Linked DNA regions of Mus musculus: region 1 is linked to region 2. The links are chromatin contacts, called in public HiCAR-type maps. All regions are on one chromosome and are shown on one strand. Each heading gives the region's core, a stretch centred on a gene start, on an enhancer-like site or on the middle of the called end of the contact. The rest is flanking DNA. Distances are from core to core; before and after follow the strand shown.

Region 1 (6,662 bases), core at 2,517-5,016, 3.0 Mb before region 2:
CGTGCACTCACCGGAGTCATCCTGTGTATGTGTGCGTGCACGAGAGAGAGAGAGAGAGAGAGAGAGAGAGAGAGAGAGAGAGAGAGAGAGAGAGAGGTACCTGCATCCCATCCATACGTGCACTCACCGGAGTCATCCTGTGTATGTGTGCGTGCACGAGAGAGAGAGAGAGAGAGAGAGAGAGAGAGAGAGAGGACCTGCATCCCATCCATACGTGCATTCACCTGAGTCATCCTGTGTGTGTGTGTGTGTGCGCGCGCGCGTGCATGAGAGAGAGAGAGAGGGGGGTACCTGCATCCCATCCATACGTGCATTCACCTGAGTCATCCTGTGTGTGTGTGTGCGCGCGCGCGCGCGCGTGCATGAGAGAGAGAGAGCGCCCCCCCCCCCATCCCTCCAGAGGAACAAGACACGGGGTCGTCCTTCCTTCTCCCAAGCAGTCTTCCCTGTATTCTTCTTGCCTCCAGCCCACCACGCCACGTTTTGAAATTTCGGAGACAAAACTAGTACTGTAAGATAAAGATTTTTTTTGTACTGTATTTATTGTGTATAACGATTTTTTTAAGGGAGAATTCTGTACATCTAGAACTCTTGTAAATTAAAAGCCGATCCTTTTTTTTTTTTAAACTACTCAGGCCCCCTCTGGCCCCTGTTGGTTTTGGGTGTTTTATTTTGGGAATGGTGTTGGTGGGTTGGAACCAAGCCAATGGAGAGGGATTTTATATGTTGGGTGAATGTCCACTGGGTCCTAAGCCATGTTCTAAGTGCTGTGGGGCTGGTGAGAGGGTAGTTTGGAATTCCCTGCCTCTGAAACCAGTGGTGTCAGTTCTCAGTATAGTACTGCGGGCTTTGCTTGAAAATGCTCCAAACCATTGGTCCAGGGGATGTGGGATTGGGACCCTGGCAATCTAGGGTCAATATTATCAACCATCCACTCAGTACCTTGTTTTAGTTTTCTGTCCAAAGACATTTATGGGGCACCAGAGATGGCTTAGTGGTTAAGAGTGCTTACTGCTCTTATAGAGGACCAGGTTTGGTTCCTAGCACCCACGTGGCTGCTCACAACACCAGGTCCAGGAATATGACACCCTCTTAGGGTCCCCTTTGGGTTGCTGAACATATGTGTTACACATAAATTCACGTGAGCACACCCACACAGACATGTCAATAAAGCTCAAAGACACTTAGGGATGTGGTGGTATATGCTAGCACTCAGGAAGTAGAAGCAAGAGAACCAGGAGTTCAAGATCCTTTTCAGTTACTTGAGGAGATCAAGGTCAGCCTGGGCTGTACAAGACCCGAGACTGAAGAGATGGCTCACCAGTTACAAGCACTGGCTGTTCTTGCCAAAGACCTGGGTTTGATTCTTAGTATCCACATGATGGCTCATAATCATTTGTAACTTTAATCCCAGGCATCTGGTGCCCTCTTCTGGTCTATGAAAGTACTGTACACACACATGAGGCATATGTAGTATGCAGGCCAAACACCTGTCTTAGCATGTTATTGCTGTAAAAAGACACCATGACCAAGGCAACTCTTATAAAAGAAAACATTGGGGTTGGGAGCCTGGCTTACAGTTTCAGAGGTTTAGTCTATTATGGCGGGAGGCATGGCAGCACGCAGGCAGGCATGGTGCTGGAGGAGCTGAGAGTTCTGGTTTGGTTGGAAAGCAGCCAGGAGGAGACTGTCTTCTGCACTGGGCAGAGCCTGAGCATAGGAGGTCTCAAAGCCCACCTACACAGTGACACACTTCCTACAACAAGGCCACACCTCCTATTAGAGCCTTTCCCTAAAGCTAAGCATTGAAATACATGAATCTCCAGGGCCCAAAACTATTCAAATCACCACACACCCATACACATACCTAGGACTGGGCTTCTAGGTTGATGCACTGGTAACATCTGAAAACAAGGTCTTGTCTGATTGGCTTCGTGGATCATTGTCCGGGGCACTCAGAGCCAGGAGAGACCTTCTGAAAGGCTCAACTCTCATCCTGTTGCCGATACACATGAAAATAAATCTTAAAAATGTAAATAAATATATATAAATTGAGAAAAAAACTTGACTAGTATGCAAGAGGCCCTAAGTTTTTTTTTTTACCATCATCCCATAAACTGGGCATGGTGGTACACACCTGTAATCCCAGCAGTCTGGAAAGTGGTCATTGTGGGCAGGCGACATTTTCAGAAAAGCAACCGTTTGCTTGCTTTGTATGGTGGCATACACCTATGTGTGTGGGGGGCTGAGGCAGGAGAATCGTGAGGGTAATTTGGGCTACTTAGTGTCCAGACTCTATTTTAGAATGCCAAAATAAAGTAAGGCATGTGTCATAGTTAGGGTGTCTATTGCTATGAAGAGACACCATGACCACGACAACTCTTATAAAGGAAAGCGTTTAATTGGGGCTGGCTTACAGTTTCAGAGGTTCAATCTGTTATCATCATGACAGGAAACGTGGAGGTATGTAGGCAGACATGGTGCTGAAGAGGTAAGTTGTACATCTAGGTTGGCAGGCAGCAGGGAGAGAGAGACTGGGCCTGGCTTGATTATTTGACACTTCGATGTCCCCCCTCTACCCCCTACACACGTCCTCCAAAAAGACTATACCTACTCCAACAAAAACACAGCTCCTAATAATGCCAGTCCCTATGAGCCTACGGAGGCCATTTTTATTCAAACTACCACCCCGTGTGCTGTGTCTATGAACTGATGCTGAGAGTGTATGCCTGCACCACCGTGCTGGGCATATTCTGTGCTGGCGATAGAACTCAGGGCTTCATGTATCCTAGATGGGCACTGTACCAACTAAGCCACATCCCTAGCCCCATGGCCTTGAGGTTTCTCCCCCTTGTGTTTTTGTTGGTGGCGGTGGTGTTGGTGGTGGTTGGTTGGTTGTTTTTATAGTAGATACACAGCGTCTCTACTACGTAGCTTTGGCTGGTCTGGAATTTGCTATGAAGATCAGGCTGGCTTTAAACTCATAGAGATTCACCTGCCTCTGCCTCCCAAATGCTGGGATGAAAGGCTTGTGCCACCACATTGGGCCTGTGCACTTACATTTTAATAATTTACTTTTATTTATATGTGTTGGTGTTTTGCCTGCTTTGCACATGTGTGTGTGAGGGTGTCAGATCTTGAAGTTACAGACAGTTGTGAGCTGTTGTAATATGTGTTGTAATGTGAGTTGTAATGTGGGTGCTGGGAATTGAATCCAAGTCCTCTGGAAGAGCAGTCAGTATTCTTTTTTTGGGGGGGGGGTGGAGGTTTTTTTGTTTTAGCTTTTGTTTTTCGAGACAGGGTTTCTCTGTATAGCTCTGCTCTGTATAGCTCTGCTGTCCTGGAACTCACTTTGTAGACCAGGCTGACCTCAGAACTCAGAAATCCGCCTGCCTCTGCCTCCCAAGTGCTAGGATTAAAGGTGTGTGCCACCACGCCCGGCTCAGTCAGTATTCTTAAATGCTGACCATCTAACTCTTCCGTCTTGTACTTAAGATTTTAAAATTACTGTTGTTACAGTTATTTTTGAGACAGGATCCCCGCCCCCCCCCCCACGCGGTCCAGCTGGCTTCAAACTTGCATGCACCACTATGATCAGACAAATTATTGGTAGGCCTGCTGCAGCCTCTGTCAACTTATTTGCTAAGAGAGGGAGCCAAAAGCTGGAGGATGGGGCTCACACTGAACTAAGGAGTGCACGCTCGAACCTGTGCGCGTTTTCACAGTGCCCGCCAGGGGGCGCCCGAGGCTGGCGCGGGCTAGGACAGGGGGCCTGGGGCCCGCCCTGCTCGCCGCTCCTAGCGCACGCGGCCCCACCCGTCTCACTCCACTGCGGACAGGACAGAGCTCGGGCTGCTTGCTCTGCGCTCCCCAGATCCCTGGTGAGTGCTCCCCAAATCCCACCTCTCACCCTCGCTCCCCTCTGTAACAGTCTGTGCACTCTCCGTCCCAGTCGCTCCCAATTCCCACACTCCAGGACTACCCCCACCCCTCCTCAAATCTTCCCTCAACCTCCTCAGATCTCCCCAGCCTCTCTTTAGTACTCCGTATAGCCCCCTCCCCCTCCCCCTCCCCCAGTTCTCCCAGTCCCTACCCAGCCTTCATCTTTGAAGACTCCCCCTTTGAAGTGGCCTTCTACCCTCCACACCCATCTCTGCTCCCCTTGGTCCGTCTTGCCACCCAAGAGCCTTCTCTTGCCTCTCGAAGTGCATAGACTCTTCAGCCACCCCTTTTTGAGATGCCCCTCAGCTGCCTCCCTGCCTGGGACATTTCCAGGGTTCCCTCTCTTCATCTATGTCACAGGTTCTTCCGTCCGTTATTTCTCCCACCCCTCCAATCCATTTTCTTTCCACTCTTCCCTTTTCCTTTAAGTCACAATGATTTTATATTTTGATTTGCAACGTTTGGGGTTTTGTTTGTTTGTTTTGATATTTAAATTGTCCCATCTTTGAGTCAGATATGGTGGCACACTCCTTGAACCCCAAGATGTAGAAAGCAGAGGCAGGCAGATCTCAGTCTAAGGCTAACCTGGGCTACATAGGTCCAGGTCAGTCAGAGCTACATAGTGAGAATGTAGGGGGCGGGGATGTCGGAGAGGAAGCTGGTGGTGGAGAGTTCACTGAGAGTCAGAACTGGCTGCTCTTCCAGAGGTAGAGGTAGAGGATGGTCCCGAACTTCTAATCTTGTGTCTGCCTGCCTAGTGCTGAGATTACAGATATGCACTCTGCCCTACATGGTAGCTCAAAACCATCTGTTACTTCAGTCCAGGGGAATCCAAAATTCTTTTCTGGCCCCCAAGGGGCCATGAACATGGAACACAGGCATACATAAAGACACATAAAATATTTTTAATAAAAGAAAAAAAAAAGGAAAAATTGTCTCATCTTTGGCTAAGGAGAGCCATTTCAGGCTGAGTGCTGGGTGGCCTTTGAGCTGACTCAGACTGGCTTGTTCCTTCCTAACCTCCAAGCCCCAGGCCCAGCCCCAGCCCCAGCCCCAGCCCCAGCCACAGCCACAGCCACAGCCACAGCCACAGCCCCAGCCACAGCCACAGCCACAGCCACAGCCACAGCCACAGCCACAGCCACAGCCACAGCCACAGCCACAGCCACAGCTCTGGGACAGCTGCTCTTCTAAGGAGCCCTCCATTCTTTCTGTGAGGAATGACAGTTAGAGACTCCAATCTGACCAAAAGCTGGCTCTTCAAAGTCACTAAAATAAGCGTCTACCTATGGAGCAAGGGGAGAGACTATTACTGACAGCCAGGAGATGCATCAACCCAGACACCACAGGCTCGTGAAGGCATTGAGGCACTACAGAGAGCACGGTCTGGCTTTAGGGGTGCTCACTACTGCAAGGTTGGTGACAACTTTCCCCCTAAGCTTTGAGGCCTAACATGGGAGCCCAGCTGGAGTGCTTTCCAGCTCGATGAACCCGTGCAAGCTACTGATGCCTTCCTGAGGCTCAGTTTCCTCCGTGAAACAGTGTGGGTAAGGTTGAGGAATAGCTGGGTTTGTAGAGTGCTTGCCTAGCCTGCTTGAAGCCTGAGGTTCTAGCCCCCAACTCAGGATAAAAGTCAGCATGCCAGTGCACATCTGTAAGCTCAGAGCTAGGGAGGTAGAGACAAGAAGACCAGAAGGTCAAGATTATCCTCTGTTCAAGTGCATCATGAAATACACAAGACATGATATCAAAAAGAAAAGACCGCCGGGCATAGTGGCGCACGCCTTTAATCCCAGCACTTGGGAGGCACAGGCAGGTGGATTTCTTAGTTCAAGGCCAGCCTGATCTACAGAGTGAGTTCCAGGACAGCCAGAGCTACACAGAGAAACCCTGTCTCGAAAAATCAAAAAAAAAAAAAAAAAAAAAAGAAAAGACCTAATATGGGGGTAATGGTAGAGCCACCAGGTAGTCATGAAAATTAAGGGAGCTGGCACAGGGTTATGAGTGTGGCTCAGTGATTAAGAGTCCCTGCCTAGAATCCCCCAGTGAGGGGCCGGGGGCGTGGCTCAGTGGTAGAGCCCTGCCTAGAATCCCCCAGTGAGGGGCTCAGGTATGGCTTGGCTTTACTGTGTTTGCCTAGCATGCTCAAGATTCTGGGTTCTGTTCTAGCATCACACCCCAAATATGAGCTGGCACGGTGTCTGGTTTATAGTTTTCACGCATCTTTCCAATGACAAGACTCCTCCTGGCCTGGGTGCACCTAGGTAGCCTCTACAGCCTTGTTTCTCATCCCTCTGGCACTGCATCCCCACCAGACAATTCTCAACTCCCAGCCCCCAAGAGCCTGTCCCACCCTTGGGCCTTTGTACATACCATCCTCTGCGTAAGACCTTTGTCTTGCCTGTGCTCCACAAAGAAGCTCAGAAGTCAGCCTTTCCCAGGCCTTTGCTGACCCCGTGGTCAGTTTCCCATGCCCCCTCTGGATGCCTGGAATTCTGCAGGTATCACTAACTGTTGGGTGCCCAGGCCCTCAGTTGTGGGCTCTGGTTGGAAGGCAACTGGACTTTATGGCTCTTATCTTGGATGATAGCTCCTGCAGCATCGAGCGAGCCATGTCAGTGAAGATATGTTTAATGATGGTCATGTGATGTAATGATGCACGGATTTAGCAATGACTTTCTTTGGATGCCTTTTGAGATAGGGTCTTACACGTTGCCCGG
Region 2 (7,379 bases), core at 747-3,246:
TTAAGAAAATGCCTTATAGTTCAATCTCATGGAGGCATTTTCTCAACTGAAGCTCCTTCCTCTCTAATGACTCTATCTTGTGTCAAGTTGACACACAAAACCAGCAACCAGCCAGTATACTATACTTCTTTAATTCTCAGGTCCCGGCTCAAGACGCTAGGATTAATTAACTGGACATCTATCACTTCAGGCCCATCAAATCAGTCCACTCTGGGACATCACACATGCCTGGTCTTTCCTGTGTCTACAGTAGTTCCATCCTCCCAGGTGCTCAGGCTGACCAATAGAGTTCTTCACACAACACTGATGCATCAGCAGATCTACTCATAATTCAGCCACCTTAACCACTACCATGACTAATCTCATGCAGGGACCACCATCATTCACATAGACCAAGGGCTACTAGCCTCTGTTCTACATAATAATATGAATTATTATACATATTATTCCACCACGTCTGTTCTACGCTCAGAAAAAGAGAAGATGCTTTTAAAATCTTAATTAGGTGTCTGGGTGTGGTAGCACAGGCCTTTCATTCCAACACTCGGGAGGCAGAAGCAAGTGGATCTCTGTGAGTTCCAGAACAGCCTGGTCTAATTGTACATTTCCAGCACAGCCATGGTTACATAGTGGGACCCTGTCTCAAGGGTCCTACATACCAAGTTGCAGACCAGCTAGATTTACACAGTGAGATTGTCTTTCAAAACAAAACCCCAAAGCCTGGGGCTAGAGAGATGGCTCAGCGGTTAAGAGTATGTGCTGCTCTTTCAAAGGGCATGAATTCAGCTCCCAGTGTCCACATTAGATGACTCACAAGTGCCTACAACAAAGTTCCCCGGGAACCAACACTCATATGCATAGACCCACAAAAGTACACATAAAAATTTTAAAAATCACTCTTAAAAATCTTAACTGGGAACTGTCCAGTCTGTGTTTAAAGCACTCTGTCTTCCGATGCCTCTGGGACAGAGTCCCAATTCCTCTGCCTGCTGTTTCAGACACACAAGACCTCCCTTCCTTGGTTATTCCACGTCTAAATTGCTAAATACCAGGCTGGGATGAAAGTTTGTAGTGTTTGCATGGTATGCACAAGGTCTTGGGGTCCATCCCCAGTACGGAATAAACTGTGTGTGCTCAAGCATGCCTGAAAACCTAGCACTATGGAAGCAGAAGCAGAGGGACCAGAAGGGCAAGGCCATTTCTTGGCTGCATATCTAATTAGCGGCCAGCCGCGCGAGAGAGAGAGAGAGAGAGAGAGAGAGAGAGAGAGAGAGAGAGAGAGAGAGAGAGAGAGAGAGAGAGAGAGAGAGACTTCAAAATATAAAAGTCTCACCTTGGCGTTTGCACATGTGGGTGCTTTCCTTTAACTTTTCCCCAGACCTTACCCACTTGGCTGTCACAAGTGAGGCTTCCACACCCGCACGCCTCACTCACCTGGACTATGATGTTGGAAGCAACTGGGTCCCTCCCCACAGTACAGTAAGAGGGCAAGCCAGGACACCTGGTGGGTCCTTGGAAAGATTCCTACACTCACCCGCGGTGGATTTGTCAGCGGCCAGGTTGCCGCCGCCGGAATCTGCAGTGGGGGCGGGGCATGACGGGCGAGAGACCTGGGCATAGCCCGTCCCCGCCCACGGCCTCGCGCAGCCCGCCTGGGCCTCAGTTTCCCGGTCAGAAAAGGGCGTTGTACGCCCAGAGGACTCCTGGCGGGCTGCGGCTGGGGGATGGAGAGTTCGTGGCTTCGGCACAACCCTAACGGTCTCCGCTGCAGCCTATGAGCCAACAGGGAATACTGAGGCTTGGAGGCAGAGCTGCGGGCTTGCAGTGCCGACGTGTACCGAGCCAAGGTTAGAATCGGGCAACTGCGAGTACTATCCTTATTTGCTCTAGTCTTGGGTCCCCAGAACCTCCTCGAGATTTGCAGAGTCGGCCAGGCCTTTCGTGCACCAATCGGGATCACCCGTGTGGCCTTAAGCCAGTCTGCAAAGTGACAACCCAGACCGCCGGAAGCCCCGCCTCTCCTATCCGCGTTGGCCCAATGCACAGCACGGATGCTCGGGTAAACGTAGTTCCTGCTGACTTGCCTGAATGACAGGAGGGTGCCTTCCTGGTATCCATGGCGGGTATCCAAAGCATCTTTTCTCCCTACCTCCCAGCCTTAGCTGGAAAGTGAAGTTTACCACCACCGTCCGGTTTCAGCCAGGCCTGAGCACTAACAGAGACTCCTGGGTAGGTCCCCGCTCTGGGCAAGCGGCCCAGGACCAAAACCTGAAGATTCAGAAGTGGAAACTTGGAGATTTCGGGAGGCAGGCGACACAAGCTGGGAGCACAAAAGAAAAAACGTATGGGGAATCCCTTCTAAAGAGACGGCAGCAGTGGGCGTGGTGGCACACACCTGTAGCCTCAGCACTTGGGAGGCAGAGGCAAGATCTCTGATTTCAAGGCCAGCATGGTCTACAAAGAGAGTTCCAGGGCAATTCAACGGTTAAGATCATTGACTGTTCTTCCAGCAGATCCGGGCTCAAATCACCACAAGGCAGCTCACAACTATCTGTAATTCCAGTTCCAGAGGACCCAACACTTTCAGACATACACGCAAGCAAAACACCAATGCCAATGCGCATGGGAAATAAATAGACAGAAAAGCCTTAGATCAGATCCATGATGGCGCATACCTTTAATCTCAGCACTCAGAAGAGAGAGAGGCAGGAGGATCATTGTAAACTTAAGGCCATCCTAGACTACATAGCAACTTCCACACCAACCGCGATCACATACGGAGATAACATGCTCAGGCAGTTTCCCTCTGTGTGGCCAGCTGCAGAGACAGAGTTGGGTTTCGGCCTCTCTTTCTATTCCCCTATCTCAGTCTTGGAAAGAGTGAAGGTCAATGTTGCGAGCTCTTATTTCAGACCCTTGCACATCAACTAGTTTCTATGCTTGGCTGCTTGTCCTTAGGACACCTGTTCTTCCCTCTTTTCCACACATCACAATATTGATTCTTTATTTCCTTGGGGCCAATCTAAGTGATATGTGAGATTTTGGAAAGGCAGGGCAGTCTCAGTGAAGACTGGCCCTGTTATTGGAGGACAGGAAAAGGTTTTTCTCTATTCTGCAGCATGTGAGGGATCTTCTTTCAGGATTCTCATTTCTCCTGTGTTGGGTTCCTTAGTTCTATGTATGCTTGTCTCTATATAGAAGTTCCTTGGGTCTCTTGTTAAGGGTGGGCTAATGCAGCCCCTAAGTACAGTGGGTTCTCAAACAGCGTGGGTTGAGAGCTGGCTGTGGTAGCAGCTACTATCCCAGTACTCAGGAGGCAGAGGCAGAAGGACCAGAGCTTCTTTCACGAGCAGCTGTAGCTATAGTGTGAATTTGAGATCAGCCTGGGCGACAAGAGACAATGATTACAGAACTTAGAAAGCTACACCAGGAGATTTGTCACAAATTTAAGGCCAGCCTAGACTATAGAGTGAGTCTGTCCCCCCCACCTCCCTGTCTCCGCGCACACACCAGAAGAAGCCAGGTGTGGTAGTACATGCTTGTAATCCCAGAACTTTGCAGAAAGACTAAGGACAATTAATTCAAAGTCATTTTTTAGTGTACAGTGAGTTCAAAAGCAGCCTGGAATAAATACATGGGGCCCTGAATCCAAGAGAAGAAAGTGACCAGTAAGATGGTCCAGCAAGTTAAAGGCACTTGTCACCAAGCCTGCCACCCTGTTTCCGTCCCCAGATGGAAGAGAATGGACTCATTCCAGTTGTCCTCTACCTTCTACTGAGTGCCACAGCACACAGGCACCTACACTCGTTCGCACACGAGAGAAAGAAATTTCTTTAAAGGAAAGAAAAGGCTGGTTGAGGTGGTATGAGCCTTAAATCCCAATACTCCAGGGACAGGCTGATAGTCTTTGTGAGTTCAAGGCCAGACTGATCTACAAAAGATTTCCAGGCCAGCCAGGGCTAAATATGAGGCCAAACAAAACAAAACAAAACAAAACAAAACTAGGGGCTGGAGAAATGTCCCAACACTTACTGACCTTGCAGAAGACCCAGGTTTCATTCACACCAGCCTTCTCACAACTGCCTATAATTCTAGTGTCAAGGGATCCAATACCTTCAGGCCTCCAAGGGCACCTGTATACAGGTGGTGCTCATAAATTCATGCAGGCACATGCTATATACAAACCTTTAAAATAGGAAAGCAAGTGCAACAAAATAGCCACAGCAGGTCTAGTGGTGACATTGGCATGCAAGCCCAGCTTCTCCAGAGACTGAGGCAGGAGGATTACAAGTTCACAGTCTCGGCTACATAGTAAGTTCAAAGCCAAGCTAGGCAACTCCGTAAAATCTTGTCTCAAGAAGTATAGAGGGCTAGCTAGGGGTGTAGCTCAGTGGTATATGAGAAAGGAAGGAAGGAAGGAAGGGCGAGAGAGAGAGAGAGAGAAAGACAGACAGACAGACAGACAGACAGACAGACAGACAGAAAGAAAGAAAGAAAGAAAGAAAGAAAGAAAGAAAGAAAGAAAGCCAAGAGAGATGATCTCCACAAGCTACCACAGGGTCAGTAAAGTGTATCTGAAAGTTACAACGTTTCCTTTTCTCTCTCCCCCCCCCCTAGTCTATTTTCTTTTGGATGCCTGCCTAGTATGTTTTTTCTGGTACCTTGGACTTTCTTATTTTCTGAAACTTCTCTCCCTGCTATATCATCTCTCAAAAGGAAGGTTACGAGGCTAGGAAGATGGTTCAGTGGGTTAAGAGCGCTTGCGTGTACGTATACAGACCTGAGTTTAAACCCTCAGTACCCTTGCTGGTGAGATTGCTACCAAGCCCAGTGATCAGAGCTCAGTACCTGGGACTGGCTACTGTGGTTGTCCTTTGACCTCCACATAAATCTCATGGCAGGCACATACAAATAAATGTAAAATTAATATTATTTTTCTCAGGCATGGTGGCTCATGCCTTCATGCCTTTAACCCCATTACTCAGAAGACAGGGTCAGGTAGATAGATCTCTGTGAGTTCTAAGCTATCCTGGTATACACAGTCAGTATCAAGCCACCCAGAAAATTCACCACCAGACTACAAATCACAGCAGCTTCTAAGTGAGCTCAGAATCCCCAGGAGTCTCATCGAGGCCTGGGTGCTCAAGTCAAGGGGGAGTTCAGACTCAGTAAGTGGCAGAGGAGCCCCGCGGGTGAAATTGAAGTACTAGTAAGCTCTTCAAATATGCTAATAACTTTGGGTCAGAATCCGCTAAATTAGAAGGGCACTCCATGTCATTAAAGAAAGGATCTCACCGAACAGTGGTGACGCATGCCTTTAATCCCAGCACTCGGGAGGCAGAGGCAGGCGGATTTCTGAGTTCGAGGCCAAACTGGTCTACATAGTGAGTTCCAGGACAGCCAGGGCTATACAGAGAAACCCTGTCTCGAAAAACAAAAACAAAAACAACAACAACAACAAAAAAAAAACAAAAAAAAAAAAAACAACCAACCAAACAAACAAAGAAAAAGGATCTCAGGGCACTGGTACTTGCGGGGAATCTCTAAAAGGAGAGTCCTAAACGGAAGTTAATTTATATCCATGCCATATTTTTTGTTTGTTTGTTTCGGTTTTGTTTTTCCTCAATACAGTTTCTCTGTGTAGCCCTGGCTGTTCTGGAACTTGCTTTGTGAACCAGGCTGGCCTCGAACTCACCGAGATTAAAGGTGTATGACACCTCTGCCTAGCTCCATTCTCTACGTTCTCTACAATGCCGCTAAGTCAATGCCACGGAGAACAAAAGCTCGCTCCTCGCTCACCAGATGCCGGGTGGAAACTACATTTACCACAAGACTGTGAGGCTCTCTAGACTCTGAGCCAATCACAACCCAGATGAAAAGCTTTTTCTCAAAAAAAAAAAAAAAAAAAAAAAAAAAAAAAAAAAAAAAGCTTTTTCTCAGGCTGTGTGCGCAACGGAGTCGTGACTTTATTTTGCTCGCCAAATGGGTGGGATCTATAAGCCGAGTCCTTTCACTTAGTACACGCCTCCTTGGGACCGGAGAGGAAGGGTAATGGGGAGGACGGCACTTGTAGCCGATGCTTTCCATTTCCTAGTCCTTGCAGGCTTGAAGTCCCTGGGCATTGAGTCTCCGAGCGAGCGAGACGGTAGGCTCATATTCACGTCCTCTGGTGTTTTGCCTTGCTACTGGGAATCGTAGATTCACGTCAGTTTTAAGGTCCCAACGCCCCCACTACGCGTAATGCCGAGGGTTTCCCACTTCTGGAAAACAGTATAGAAAGCCGTTGGATGAATAGGGACTCCGTGTGCAACTGCTTGGAAGTGAGGCTGAGCTGGAGTGTTCAGGATCTGTTAGGGAGAGACCGGGTAGAGTGGTAATCTAAGAGAGATAGAGGGAGCCCCGGGAGTCTGGAAGGGTTGAAGCACCCTAAGCTTCCTCTGGCTGCCCAGGGGCAATGAGATGCTCGGGGTGAACTGGAAGAAGGAAGGGAGACTCATAAGGAGACTCTACCTTAAGTGTCAAACTTGTGGTTACTGAAGACATACTCCATGAGCACTTTTCTAATTATCTTTCTTATTTCCACATCATAAAATCTGGCTAGTTTAACAACAGATGCAAAGTTATATTGCTCCGACCTCCAAGTTCACAGTTTCAGTCAAGCTACAACCATCACTTATTCTTTTCTCCTTTCTCTCTCTCTCTCCCTCCCTCCCTCTTTATTCTTTCTCCCCTCCCTTCCTCTTCCCTTCTCCTCCCCCTAACCACCCCCCCTCCTGTGTGTCTCTTGCTTTCACTGTCTCAGTATTGTGATTACAGGCACACATCTACACATTTGGACTCCTCACACATCTGCAGTCACATGCATGTACACACATAGACCTCCTCAGAGATACATAAATAAACATTTTTTTTTAAAGGGAAGGGCATCTTTAACATGGTGGATGTTTCGTTGTGGCAGTAGAGGACCAGTTGACTGACCTGTGGTACATGCTATAAAGTCAGAGAAAGGGAGAAGCAACTTCAGGAGAAAGTATATTTGTGTATATATATGTTCAAAAGGTGACTAAGGCCCCTGGGACTGAGGCAAAATGAGATGAAGGTAGATTGCTGGTAAGGTCAAAACTTGTAGATGACTTTTTCTTTAAAAGAATTATTTATGTATAAGAGTACACTGTAGCCCTGGAGAGATGGCTCAGCAGTTAAGAGCACTGACTGCTCTTCCAAAGGTCCTGAGTTCAAACCCCAGCAATCACATAGTGGCTCACAACCATCCGTAATGAAATCTGATGCCCTCTTCTGGTGTGTCTGAGACAGCTACAGTGTACTGTATATATAATATAATATATAATAATAATAAATAAATCTTTGGGCTGGAGCAA

What was found. HiCAR-type assays count read pairs that join an accessible place to other places.
Region 1: a contact with region 2 is called in a HiCAR-type map of astrocytes, with 6 times the contacts expected there. The contact joins the promoter of Ehd2 here to the promoter of Zfp324 in region 2. A contact is called at or near these places in 7 of 39 promoter capture datasets (the C10 cell line, cranial neural crest, embryonic stem cells and 4 more), 1 of 484 Hi-C or Micro-C datasets (B cells) and 2 of 115 datasets of contacts at active chromatin or transcription factors (astrocytes and epiblast stem cells).

What each region holds. Positions count from the first base shown.
Region 1 is chr7:15,964,639-15,971,300 of GRCm38.p6, reverse strand. It overlaps Ehd2 (EH-domain containing 2), which reads left to right and starts at 3,766. Exons shown (of 6, transcript NM_153068.3): 1 at 3,766-3,881. Bicra (BRD4 interacting chromatin remodeling complex associated protein) reads left to right here. Exons shown (of 14, transcript NM_001081418.1): 14 at 1-39.
Region 2 is chr7:12,960,455-12,967,833 of GRCm38.p6, reverse strand. Zfp324 (zinc finger protein 324) reads right to left here and starts at 1,996. Exons shown (of 4, transcript NM_178732.4): 1 at 1,535-1,996. The coding sequence starts at 1,618. 1810019N24Rik (RIKEN cDNA 1810019N24 gene) reads left to right here and starts at 6,017. Exons shown (of 2, transcript NR_166501.1): 1 at 6,017-6,145. Gm29638 (a long non-coding RNA gene) reads right to left here. Exons shown (of 2, transcript XR_391162.4): 2 at 5,947-6,347.